Linked DNA regions of Mus musculus: region 1 is linked to region 2. Evidence: chromatin contacts called from public HiChIP or PLAC-seq data. All regions are on one chromosome and are shown on one strand. The core of a region is the stretch at or near the end of the contact, and the rest is flanking DNA. Distances in the headings are between cores, read along the strand shown.

Region 1 (6,146 bases), core at 378-2,877, 320 kb after region 2:
TTCAATATTTCGTAATAGCTCAGTCCTCAGCAAGCTTGAAAACCTCACATAAGACAAAGGTAAATCCATTGAGAACAGTTCGTTGAGAGTTTTGGGGGCTGGTATCCCTCAGATGTGATGGAATTCATCTTCATCTGCATGTCCAGGTCATAGCACTGACCATGAACTTCATGCAGACAGGAGCTGATTGATTCAGTGTCCTGTCCAGTGACAGGACATCACAGGACCTACATCGCAAGTGTCAGTTCTTCTTTTGTTTTGTTTTTTTAAAAAATAATCTTGATGGAAGCACTTTTTGAAAATCAAATCAGTCGGGTTGTATGTATTTTAAAAATGGTAAACCTCTCTATGAAAAATTGTGTATTTATGCAAATGTGCTATGAGAATCCTCGTAGTGGAGCAACTCTGAGTCTAGAAACAAGGATCATAGATGATATTTGGTTTCCTCTGAACGTCTGATCTCTAAGACTACATTTACAACTCCCTCTGTGACTTAAGGATGACATCCACCAGTGCCAATTTCAATATTCCCCATCTTTGTAGCAAAGCATTTGATTGTGGCATACAATATGGTAGGTTAATGATTCCTAGACCTTCCTGCATAGAAAAGAGTAATGCTTTAAGAAAAAAATAGAAACAAAGCAGAAAACTGATGTGATCGATAACACAACTACCCCCAATCACCCAGTTTCCTTCCAGTTAACCAAAGTGGAAACTATGAAATACAACCTCAGAAGCAATAGCAACAGCACTTCCTGCCTCTTAGCCTTTCCCAGCCTCAGTCTGTACGTCAGCAAAGTTCTAAGTCTTTCAAAGCTTTCATCTTTTCCTTGCTTTCTAACCTGAGTTTGATCATTTTCTCTGTTATGAAAGATTACATGCTACAGTCATTTCCTTTGGCCATCAATGGGAGGAGAAGCCCTTGGTCTTGCGAAGATTATATGCCCCAGTACAGGGGAATGCCAGGGCCAGGATGCGGGAGTGGGTACGTTGGGGACTTTGGTCAGGGGGAGGGTATAGGAGACGTTCAGAGAGGAAACTAGGAAAGGGGGATAACATTTTAAATGTAAATGAAGAAAATATCGAATAAAAAATAAGAAAGAAAGACAGAAAGAAAAGAAAGAAGGAAGGAAGGAAGGAAGGGAGGGAGGGAGGGAGGGAGGGAGGGAGGGAGGGAGGGAGGGAGGGAGGGAAGAGGAGAAAGAAAGAAAGAAAGAAAGAAAGAAAGAAAGAAAGAAAGAAAGAAAGAAAGAAAGAAAGAGAGAGAGAGAGAGAAAGAAGGAAAGAAAGGGGATGCTGTAAGCAAAGAAAAATTTCCAACATTCTCAATAGATTTAAGAGTTTGAATAAGGAAAAAAGCCAAGAGATCTATTTTATTTGCATTTCTCCTTTATTCTCACTTTCTTTCTATCTTGAGGTATCTCTCTCTCTCTCTTTTTTTTTAACCTAAGTTGATTTCTAACAGGTAAACTTCAGCAGACCTTGACTTCAAGTACGAGAGACTCCTTTCAAAGATACTGTAAGTTTCCTTCACAAATACATGTTTGTAATTGGATCTGTGTCCTTTAGTAATAGTGGATCCAGATGGCTGCTTGTAGAGGAAGCAAGAATTTCCGGCTCTGAGATGGTGCAGTAACAGCCCTCCCCCGACACTCTTAAGTGGGAGGACTGTATGCTTTGAACTTTCTGATTGATTAGGTATTAGAATACTGGTTTAAACAGGCTTCTTTGTCGGGGTATCTACAGCTGGAGCTCTTACTGGGTGCACAGACCCCCATGAGGAAGGTACCAACTGTGATTTTCTTTGGGTACCACAGTTAGCAACCAGTGATTGTTAACTGGCAATCTCTAGTGCATTCATAGCAGACTAGAAGTCATTGACATAAAGTTGAAGGCCCAAGTTTCAACCTATGAACTAATGGATGCTAGGTAAAGTTACCAAACACACAAGGAAATTCAAGATGCAAAGAAAGCTCCACAGTAAACTTTGTACTTGAACTTGCCTCCTAAAAACAACAACAAAATCAAAATATCTCTCTCTCACAACGCCTGTGATATTGGCAAATTATTTATAAAACCCATTATATAAATCATAAGATTGATGTTTAGAATTTGAGACCCCAAGCAGCTGTCCAGTGATGTATCCATTATCTACAGGTACCATCCTCATCTTCTTCCTGAATAACAGGCTACATCAAAATAGAGTAGTAGGAGAATATAAGTCCTAATAAAAACAGTAATGAAAGAACAATAGTAAAGCTTTGTACATTCTGTTTGCACTGAGTTTGGCCACTTAAGACTTTTATTCTCTCTTGCAATTTTGTTCTAAAAGCTCCACATTTTAGTATTTGTGACCTTCTCAATTGAGCAACTGCAAAAGCAGCTTCCTAGAATAGTGTCCTGGATATTTATCTGTGAACTTGACACAGACAAACATATCTAAGAAGAGGGAATCTTAATTGAGGAAATGCCTCCATAGGATTAGCTTATACATAAGTAGGTGGGGATAGTCTCTGAATTGATGACCAGTGTGAGAGGGCCACTCACTCTAAGTGGTGTCACTACTGTGCAGAATGCCTGGCATGGTGTAAGCACACACACTGAGCAAGCCAATGTACATCACTCTTCCTTCTGCTTCAGTTTTAGCTTTGAGTTCCTGCCCTGGCCTCCATCAAGGACTGATGTGAAACTAGAAGTTGAAAGTTGCCTTTGGTCATGGTGTTTTATCACATCAATAAAACCCTGAGACAAAAAATATTTTCAGTCTTTTCTTTGGAAATGAAATACATTGAGGGAATATAGGAGTCCAACAGAGAAGTACCTGGAGGAGGAGGAGAAAGGAGTAAATTAATGGGATAATCCTATTCATTGGGAGCTAGGCACAGGAAATCCTTTTATGACAGTATGTCGAAGAACAAGGTGGTCTCACTAAGGAGAAAGGAAGCTGGAATGTGGCCCACCTCCTCTTTACATGGAATAACCAAGGAGAAACCCACATAAAACTGACACACACAGAGAGAAGCAGACATGCTGAATGGGGGAAGCCCTATAGGGATAAGAGAGTAAAAAGGGTACCAATAGCATTTCCTATAAATAATCAGAAATAGATCTGACACTAAGGGCATTCTGATGTGCAGGGTGTGTACCCATGCCAAATGTATAGCATACTAAAGGACGTTTGGACTGCTATGAGATGTAGAACAACCAAGAGACACTGAAATTGTTTATTCCCCTTGCTTAGGTGGTGGTATTTGATGTGTGTATGTGTGATGTTTTCACGTATATAGCATTTCTTTTTATGTGCATAAACACCAACGCCACACATGTAGCACATGCCAATGCCACACATGTAGCACATGTAGCACACATGTAGCGGTTGTAGAAGGACTTTGTGATGTTCTTCTCTATCACTCTCTACCTTTTTCACTTGACACAATGTTTCTCATTAACCTACAGCTATTTTTCATGCAGGTATGGAGTCAGTAAGCTAGAGATCCTTCTGCCGTATACACACACACACACACACACAGACACACACACAGAGACACAGACACACAGACACACACACACACACACACACACACACACACACACACACACAAACCCTCCAATGCCAGAGCCACAGGCATGCACAGCCACTCAAAGCTTTGATGGTGTTGTTTACTGTCACATGAATGGAGGAGATCCAAACTCACGACCTCATGTTTACACAGAAAATGTTCTTATCCACTGAACCATGTGCCAAGCCTCTAGGGATAAATTTTAAAATCAAAATTAATAATGTTTATATATGTCAAATCTCCTGAAACTACAAAGTTATAGTTTCACACCTGAAACCACCAACTAAACTTAAAATTACAGATGCTGGCTCACTGACGTTTTATAAAACCATAGAATTAAGTGTGTGTGTGTTTATATTTCCTCTCAAATTATAATGAACATACTTTATTATAAATTATTAATGTCTTATACAGTAAGAATGATCATAATTTCTCATGCCATACTTCAAATGGTGAGAGACAGTCTGGCATAATGTTAAGGTCAAGTATGATGGGACTGTCAGCCAGGGACTCAGTTTCTACTGAGAACTACATCAACTCAACATAATAGGATCAGTCCGTATGTAATTGCTCATTCATACTGTAATATACAATGCACTCAAGGATGTTTTCCTAAGTGTGTCTAACTTCAAGGACTTCTATGAAATCTAGCAGAATTTCCCATAAAGTAGGTAGGTTATATGTCATGGCGACTCAACTTACAAAGGGTATAGAAATCATGAGCTATGAAAGCCATACTCCATGACGTCATTAGCATAAATGCCTGGCACACTTAAAACGATTTCAGTAAAAGCAACAGCAGATCATTCTTTACACGAAGATATCACTCTTTTTTTTTTTTATCATATGATAATGTCACTACTATTCCTTAAAAGAACAATGATTTCTCCTAAAAACAATGCACATTGTCAGACGACTGCTGGGAGAAGTTCGCTATCCTGTACATTTTTTGTGCAATAGGTTTTAATTGCAGAAATAAAATATGTTATAAAAATTGAATCAGGAAATGTCATTGCTGACCTCTATGAGGGGCTGTCTCTAATTTTAACTCAGAGTCATACATGAAAACACATGTGATCTTTCTCACATTTTTATTATATTTCTCTGTGTGTGTGTGTGTGTGTGTGTGTGTGTGTGCATGCATGTGTGTGCCACAGCAAGCATGTAGAAGTCAGAGGGCACCTTGCAATATTCAGGTCTCTCTTTGATTATTCTGAGGATCAAACTCAGTATGTCATATTTAGTCATATTTTGGTGCACATGTTTAGCCCTCTGAGCCATCCCCTGCTACTCATGCTAATACAATCATCTTTTAGAGACTTCTTACTGTATATCCAATATGGTCTCTAATACTATCTTCTGTAATATTCATGCTGTAACAAATGTACTTTACCTCATTTTCCAAGTTCACAATTATTTCCTAGGTAACTCTCAATCATTAAAGTTTGTCCAACTCAATCTACAAGAATATCACTGCAGGGCAATAGCTTCCTTTGGAACACAGACACACACACAGACACACAGACACACAGACACACACACACACAGAGATAGATAGACAGAGAGACAGAGACAGAGAGAGACAGAGAGTCACAGGCATGATTGTAATTGCCAAGTGTTTCAGGCCTACCCTCTGAACTTAAAAATCATATAAAGACCACTTAGAACTCAGACTTCAATCTTCACATACCTTAGAATGTATAAAAAGATAGTCAACATTTAAAAGCTACCTCAGAAGAGATGGATTTTTGCTGGTGTTTTAAATAGATTAAGGTGATTTATCTGAAATCTAGTATTTTGTTTCCACTAACTATAATTTACACATTACAGAATTCCTGGTGGGATATTAGAGACCTATATATGAGCACCTGTACATGGCACCATTTAATTTTATGGCAATCCACTCCACATCTTCGTCACCTTTCAGTCAAATCAGAGCTCATGAATCAGTAACATTTGAAACCTTAAGGGAGCCACACCTACCACAAAATTTACTCTAAATAGATACTTTTATTCTTGTCCTCAGAGAGAAAAAAACTATCCTATAGATTTACAGTAATTTATAGAGTTAAGTCAACTTTTACTGTATGTTTTTATAAGAAGATGCATTTGGACACACACCATGCCTCCAAGTGTTTTGGGTCTTACTATTTTCATTTGCTTGCTTGTGAAGCTTTTAAGGAACTATTTATAGGCCAGTGGGGAGTAATCAAATGAATGCCAGAAGTCACAGCTTCCAATGTCTTTAATTTTCTCTTTCCCAATTGAATCATGATGCTTTGAGGAAACAGCCAAGAAAGACATATGTTCTTTTGAGTAGCTTATAGGAAATGATCCCAAGGACACAGAACTCTCAAAAGTGTAAGAGGGACAAAGCTCTCAACTCCCTTCCTTCTCACTCTTTCAGCTTACATTTTAGTATCTCTTTGAGATGAGCCATTCTTACTTAAAAGCACCCAAACTTGTAGTCATAATTGTACTTTGCCATCTTGAGATGCTAGCAAAATTTGCTTCAGATAAGCAGTGTGGTATTGTCAAGGATTGCTTCTTTTCAACAAAATCTACGTGGTTATTGAATATTTTTTG
Region 2 (6,159 bases), core at 2,793-5,292:
ATAGTTTAGATGTGGATTGCTTCCCCAAAGACCCCCTTGCCTGTTTTCCAGTTGGCCTTCTGATATCTTTAGTTCATTGAGAGAGTGCACTCTTTTTTCCCCTGGTCATGAGGTGGGTTGCTTTCCTCTTTACCATGTTGCCTCCCTGCTATTGATATTCTTCCTTAAAGATATTTAAGATAAAATTGGTTCTGGCAAAAAGATCGGATAGGTTGGGTTTGGAGCTGGAGCACAGTCTGTTTCAAGATGATAAAATTCATCACCAGAGGTTGGACAAGCAGCAGCTTTTCAGCTTCAGTCCCTGCCCTGATTCTGAGCAGTGAAGCACTAGAGGGGAAATGAGAATGGGCTGTAGATAAGGCAGGTCAGACCTTGGTGTTTCTTATGCCACTGCATATTAACTTCAGGTGTTGCTACTATTTTTCCCTTTCTCCCTATGTCTTTTGATAACTCACACTGTGCATCTGTTCTTAAACAGGGGAAAGCTAACAAAGACAAACACAGGCTTGCATACACTGCAACTGTTCCGTGGTTCCTGGTACCAAGGCTCTTTAAGGAGCCATGAAGTGTATGGAAGACTTCTGAGTCTCCTTACTAACTCACCTTTACCTCAAGTGGGACTTCGAAGGCTATTTTTGGAAACAAGGGGAGATACTTTCAAGAGTATTCAGATGATTGTAGAAAGATAAAAACAAATAAATATATTTAATGAGTTATATTACACGTTCATTGTTTAGAATTTAAACCTCAAATCCCATGTAGAAGGCACTAAGTACCAATGGTTGTCTGCGGGGGGCAGGGGTTCATGAAAATCAGAGAGTCACAGACACTGCGCCTGCGTTGTTGTCCATATCATTGATATTCTCATGCTTGGCAGCCTGGAGGAAGGGCTTACACTTGCTACCTACTCATTGGCAAGAAGCGTCTGTTTGGAATCTATTTATTTATGGGCAGCTAGAGGACCTACTGTGGCCTCTTGACCTTTTATTGTGTTTGTTAACATTTTTCCCAGAAATATTCACGAGGAAATACGTTTAAGAAGCCTTACTTCTAGTTAACTACTTGTCCTCCTGGCAGCTTAAATTGCAAGCTTATGATGAGGAGTAGGGAGTGAATCTTAAAACACAGAGTGAAGGCTATAAGTCAGGAGGAAACTGGTAACTTTCTCCTTTCGTTGTACGATCAGTGAATCACCCTCAGTAATAAATGAATACTGTGGACTGCTGTGTTTAGACAACTGAAGAAATCAGGAAGGACTGGAGAGACACTCAGTGGTAAAGAGCACTTGCTGTTCTTTTCTGGGACTGGGATTCAGCTCCCAGCACCCAAATTCAGAGGCTTACAGCCACGTGAAACTCCAATTACAGGGACTCTGATCTCTTCTGGCCTCAGTGGGCAGCTGCATAAACTTGTGCTTGTACACACACACACACACACACACACACACACACACACACACACACATATACACACTAATAAAATATAAAAATAAATTCTGAAAAAAGGAACACAGAGCACTGTCTGCTTTGTTATTGTTTTTCTTTCTGGATCCCTGTATCACCATCTTGCCTCACAGACTGGTGATGGACATCCTACAGACATTTTCCTTATGGAGGACAACATTTTCCTTAGTTTTCTGTCAGTAGTGCCTGCACCAGGTCTGACAATTCTCTTTCAGTGAAAGGTAAAAACAAATCAGGTGGCTACAGTGCAAAGCATTTTCCTCTGATTTTCACAGCTAAAGAGGCCAAAATGAGCATCCTCGAGAAAGAATCATTAGCTCCTCTTAAAATGTGCTAAGAAACCGTGAGTGTGCAAAGTGGATGCGTGCTATCTTTAAAGCAGCAGGAATTTCATCCCACAAATTCACTTACTTTGGGCTTCAGAGTCCTTCCCTACAGACAAACATGATTCCAATAAATATGATCAATATATGTTTATATCATATTACATAATCTATGAGATTTGCCTTTTCTGACTAGAAAACAGCAATCCTCCTGTTCCAAGAGACCTCCAGTTGGAAGCCATGTCTAACAAGCCACAGAACAATGAAAGGAAGAATTATGTAGCACCCCTCTCCTCTTAATTTCCTTTTCATTTCTTTTGCATAGCTATGCTTTTCTTTCTGTTTTTAATAACAAATGGGATGGCTTATGCCAAGTAGTGGTACAGCTTGGTTATATGGTGTACTCAAGACTACTCAGAAGGAGAGAAATCATGCCTAATACTGGAAACCTAGTCAAATACCCTGGGCTAATGAAGTCAGGGATCCGGGAGGAGAACCCACAGTAGCCATTTCGGTTGAATAAATAATATTGTAGCTTCAGCAATTTTAAAGGCCCGTGAACTGAAGTTTGAGCCTTCCAGTTAAGGACTCAAAGTAATGGGAAGGACACAGATGTCTGGTTGTGACAGTAGATGGTAGAGTTTAGCTTGGAAACAGTCACAAAGAAGATGGCAAGAGGAGTGGCTGCATAGTCTTAAAGAAGGCAAGAAAAACCAGCCCAAGTGTTCGGGTAAAGTGTGAGAACATGGGACTACACTGATTATTCTCTTTTTAGGAAAAAAAAACCTGAATTATTGAGCTTTATGTGAAAGATCTCTGTCTTCAAAACTTAAAAAGAACAAAATTCAGAATATCTCCTAGGTTACCCATGGACCCAATTTGAGGTCTAAGCCCTCTTAAGACTAATTGAGCTTAAAACACCTGATGCAAGCCTTCCTCTGTCTTTCATGTATATTTAACATAGAGTGAATAACCAGTAGCATTCTCTGCCACAAAGATCATGGCAAGTATTAAACTCAACTTTTGAGGAAACCGAGAGACTCTATCAAAGGTGGGGGCTTCGAATTAATCTAAATGAGCATACAGATGAAGAAAAGAGATCCTTTAACAGAGAGGGATCACAAGATGGCACCCATATCCTGACTGTAACAGAACTTAATAAATGTAATGAAATATATTTTAAAAAATATTATTGAGGACATGGAACAGAAAAATGGCAGTTACACTCTATGAAAGCATGTTTGGCCACTAGGAAATACATAGCACAGACAAGGACTATGATGTGGCAGTGTATGCTTTCCAAAGCAGGTAGAACTCAGGAACCCTATCTTTTTCAGTAGTTGGATGAGGTTGTAACGGAGCCTGTGGAGGTTTGAATGACAATGGCTACTCACTCTAGAATCATAAGCTTAACTTGTTCCCTAGTTGGTAGAACCGTATGGGAAGAATAAGGAGGGGTGGCCTTGCTGGAGGAGGGGTTATTCCCTGCTTCCTGCTTGTGATTTTGATATGAGCTATCAGTCTTTCCTGTTGTGATGCCTTAATTCCTCCATCATGAATTCTAACCCTCTTAAATGGTAAGCCTAATTAAATTCTTCATTTTATAAGTTATCTTGGTCTTGGTGTTTTATCATAGCAATGTAGCTATGTAACTAAGGCAGTATCTTAGATTTCTTTCTGATTTTTAAATCAATTAGATATAGCACTTTGGGAAGTCAAAAGCTGTTGCTCATGTTACAATGGCAGAGTACTAATCTGAGGAAGCTCTGACTTTGTTTATACTCTCCAATAATGGACGGTAAACAAGTAATGAGATCTCAAACAGAGCAAATTCTCTAAAATGAACAGGAAGTTTAGTGTGACAGCAGATGTCTGGCACACGTTTCCTAAGTTTGAAACTTAAGCCTAGCAATGGATGGATAAAGAATCCATCCCACTTTCATAGAGACTGTTCTAGTTTCTGTCTTCCTGACAGTTAGGTGAAATCAATTTATCCATAATAAGAACAATATCTCAAAAATAAAACTAAACAAAACCAATCTATCAGTAGAGACATATATAGTCATTAAATTATATTCCATGTTCCCTCTAACAAATTCTTCATGGCTTCATTTTTTAATGATGAAGAAATTGACCCTGGAACGGGATCCAACCACAGCAGATGCATTTACAAGAAAACACAGAGGCTTCAGTGTAGGCTGCGTGTGGTGCAGAAGGCAGGAAACATCTGTGAGCACAGGAGAACTGTGGAGCTGTGGTTGGCTGACTCTGCCAGCTTTCCATGGGGTCTCATTCACTGCAGCCTGACGAAGAGTCTTTATTATGTACCACTTCATATGGACCACATAGTGGTGGGCCTCCCCACCCTGGCCAGATGCCTAGTTGCGACAGCTCTGCCATGGTTTCTAGGCAAGTCCTGGTGAATATTCTCACCCACAGTTCATCTGGATTCTCATGAGAATCTTGAGACTGAATGGTTGAAAATCAGTTTAGACACACATTTCTCCTCCTAGTATAGTTAACAATCATGTATTATTGAAATAAAACTGTCTCAGATACATAATATTAAATTCTCAAGATTTCCATACCTAATTCCTTCCAAAAAATTAAAAACAAAACTCAGTATGAAAAAAATATTAAAAATAAAGATTTTTATCAAAAATAAACATACTTTCCCTTAAAAATGTTCTTCTCGTTTTCCTTTTAGGCAATGTTAAATTTTAGTTAGGCCACAACAGACTTCAGTGGAAAGAGTAATAGAACATTATCTAGGATACTACACACACCTGTTTTCAGGTACATGTGTAAATGCAAAGCAGAATTTATGGAGTCATTTGTATAGCACATGGTAGACAAAGGCAAATTAAATATGCACACTCTTAAGATTTAAATCTTTACAATCCTAGGAGCTCATAGGTGCCTTACGTTGCAGGGATGTTTATATACATTCACCAAAAGCATTATTTTTGCCTTATTTTACTTTTCCTCAATTGAATTTTCTTCTCCCTTTCTCTTTGTGTCCCTTTTTCCTGTCCTCCTCTCTCTATCTCCTCCTCTGCTCCTCTTCCTGGCTCTTGCATTTCTTGAGCAACTGCTGTACCTTGGAGACTGAGTGAGGTGCTGATGCTAGAGCATGGGGAAAGATGCTCATTCAGCCTTTCAGCAGCTGGCAGCTTGGAGAGTGATGCTGATGCACAAATAAAAGAAAACTTAAAACGAGTAAGAGGCAGATTGCAACAGAGGTATGGAGAGAAACATCCCAGGGAAGAAATGCCACAGTGCCACTTAGGAGAAGTAGTAGCAATTTATAAAGAAAACGTAGCTATTATTATAAACTACAAGATAGAGAAAGAGCAGTTCAGATTAAAGTAAGTTAAGTGTAGCTGTTGCTGGTGGCACATGCCTTTGATCCCAGCACTTGGGAAGCAGAGGCAGGTGGATCTCTGTTAGTATGAGGCCAGTCTGGTTCACAGAGCAAGTTCCAGGATATCTAAGGCCACTCAGAGAAACCCTGTCAAAAGGAAAACAAAAAACAAAAAACAAACAAACAAACAAACAAAATGGGGGAGGGGGCAAAGGTAAGTATGTGTAAGAGATTGTCTCCTTATCAATAAATGTGGGTTTTCCCAAGGCTTGATTCTTTTACCCCACGACTCTGTTTTTCCTGGAGATGCTCCTGTCGGAAGCTCTTCAAGTTTCTGCACAAGAACCATATTGGATGCTGGAAATTTCTAAATTTATCTTTTGGCAGCTGAGTGAGTTTTTCCTCCTTTTCCTCATTGGGAAAAAAAATTGGACCTCATTGAGAGATTTTTTTTGGAGTCATACCAAATTATTTAAAGCATACTAAAATTAGTTAACATCCCAGACACAGTCTCTCTCATCCATAGATGGGTCTATCTACAGACTCCTGTCAGTATTCAGGAACTTGCATGCAGGGACCATTCCCACCACCTCATGTGCCTATACTATTAGTGAAGACAGCATGATCTCAGCTGCAAACACAGCATGGCTGGATAACATGTAGAAGCTGAGTAGAAGTTGCCGATGCATGCCCCAACCCTGCCCAGCTCCAGGAAAAGCTTTCAATACCGGATATCTAGTAATTAGACCCCAGATGCCAACATCTCACTTGCTATCACTGCAACTCTCTCACTTGCAACTCACTGATGAGATAATTAAGCCCATTCTGTCACTCTCCTGGGAGAGGCTGCCCTCCCCTGTTTTCCCTGGTAGGGGAGGATATGGATAGCCATCAGTATGGCCCAATATAAATTTATGAAATTAGAACTTTGTGTGATTCTTTTGCATATTCATTGTTACTTGGTTGCAATCTTCTTAAGTATAAACTTTGTAGACAATAGCACCATGTT

The links. HiChIP or PLAC-seq counts read pairs in DNA pulled down with a chosen protein or histone mark.
Region 1: a RAD21 HiChIP or PLAC-seq map of pro-B cells shows a contact between it and region 2, with 10 times the contacts expected there. The contact joins two enhancer-like sites. A contact is called at or near these places in 2 of 15 datasets of contacts at CTCF or cohesin (CD8 T cells and pro-B cells), 1 of 484 Hi-C or Micro-C datasets (bone marrow-derived macrophages) and 1 of 115 datasets of contacts at active chromatin or transcription factors (CD8 T cells).

Annotation. Positions count from the first base shown.
Region 1 is chr16:51,674,539-51,680,684 of GRCm38.p6, forward strand. No RefSeq gene overlaps it. Among named protein-coding and RNA genes, the nearest start is that of Gm29686, 310 kb to the right of the region's middle. Within about 2 kb of position 1,628, at least 36 of the 459 cell types and tissues checked have an H3K27ac peak or open chromatin away from gene starts, as enhancers often do. A contact at or near this core is called in pro-B cells, where this site is marked.
Region 2 is chr16:51,348,274-51,354,432 of GRCm38.p6, forward strand. No RefSeq gene overlaps it. Among named protein-coding and RNA genes, the nearest start is that of Gm32431, 300 kb to the left of the region's middle. Within about 2 kb of position 4,043, at least 33 of the 459 cell types and tissues checked have an H3K27ac peak or open chromatin away from gene starts, as enhancers often do. A contact at or near this core is called in pro-B cells, where this site is marked.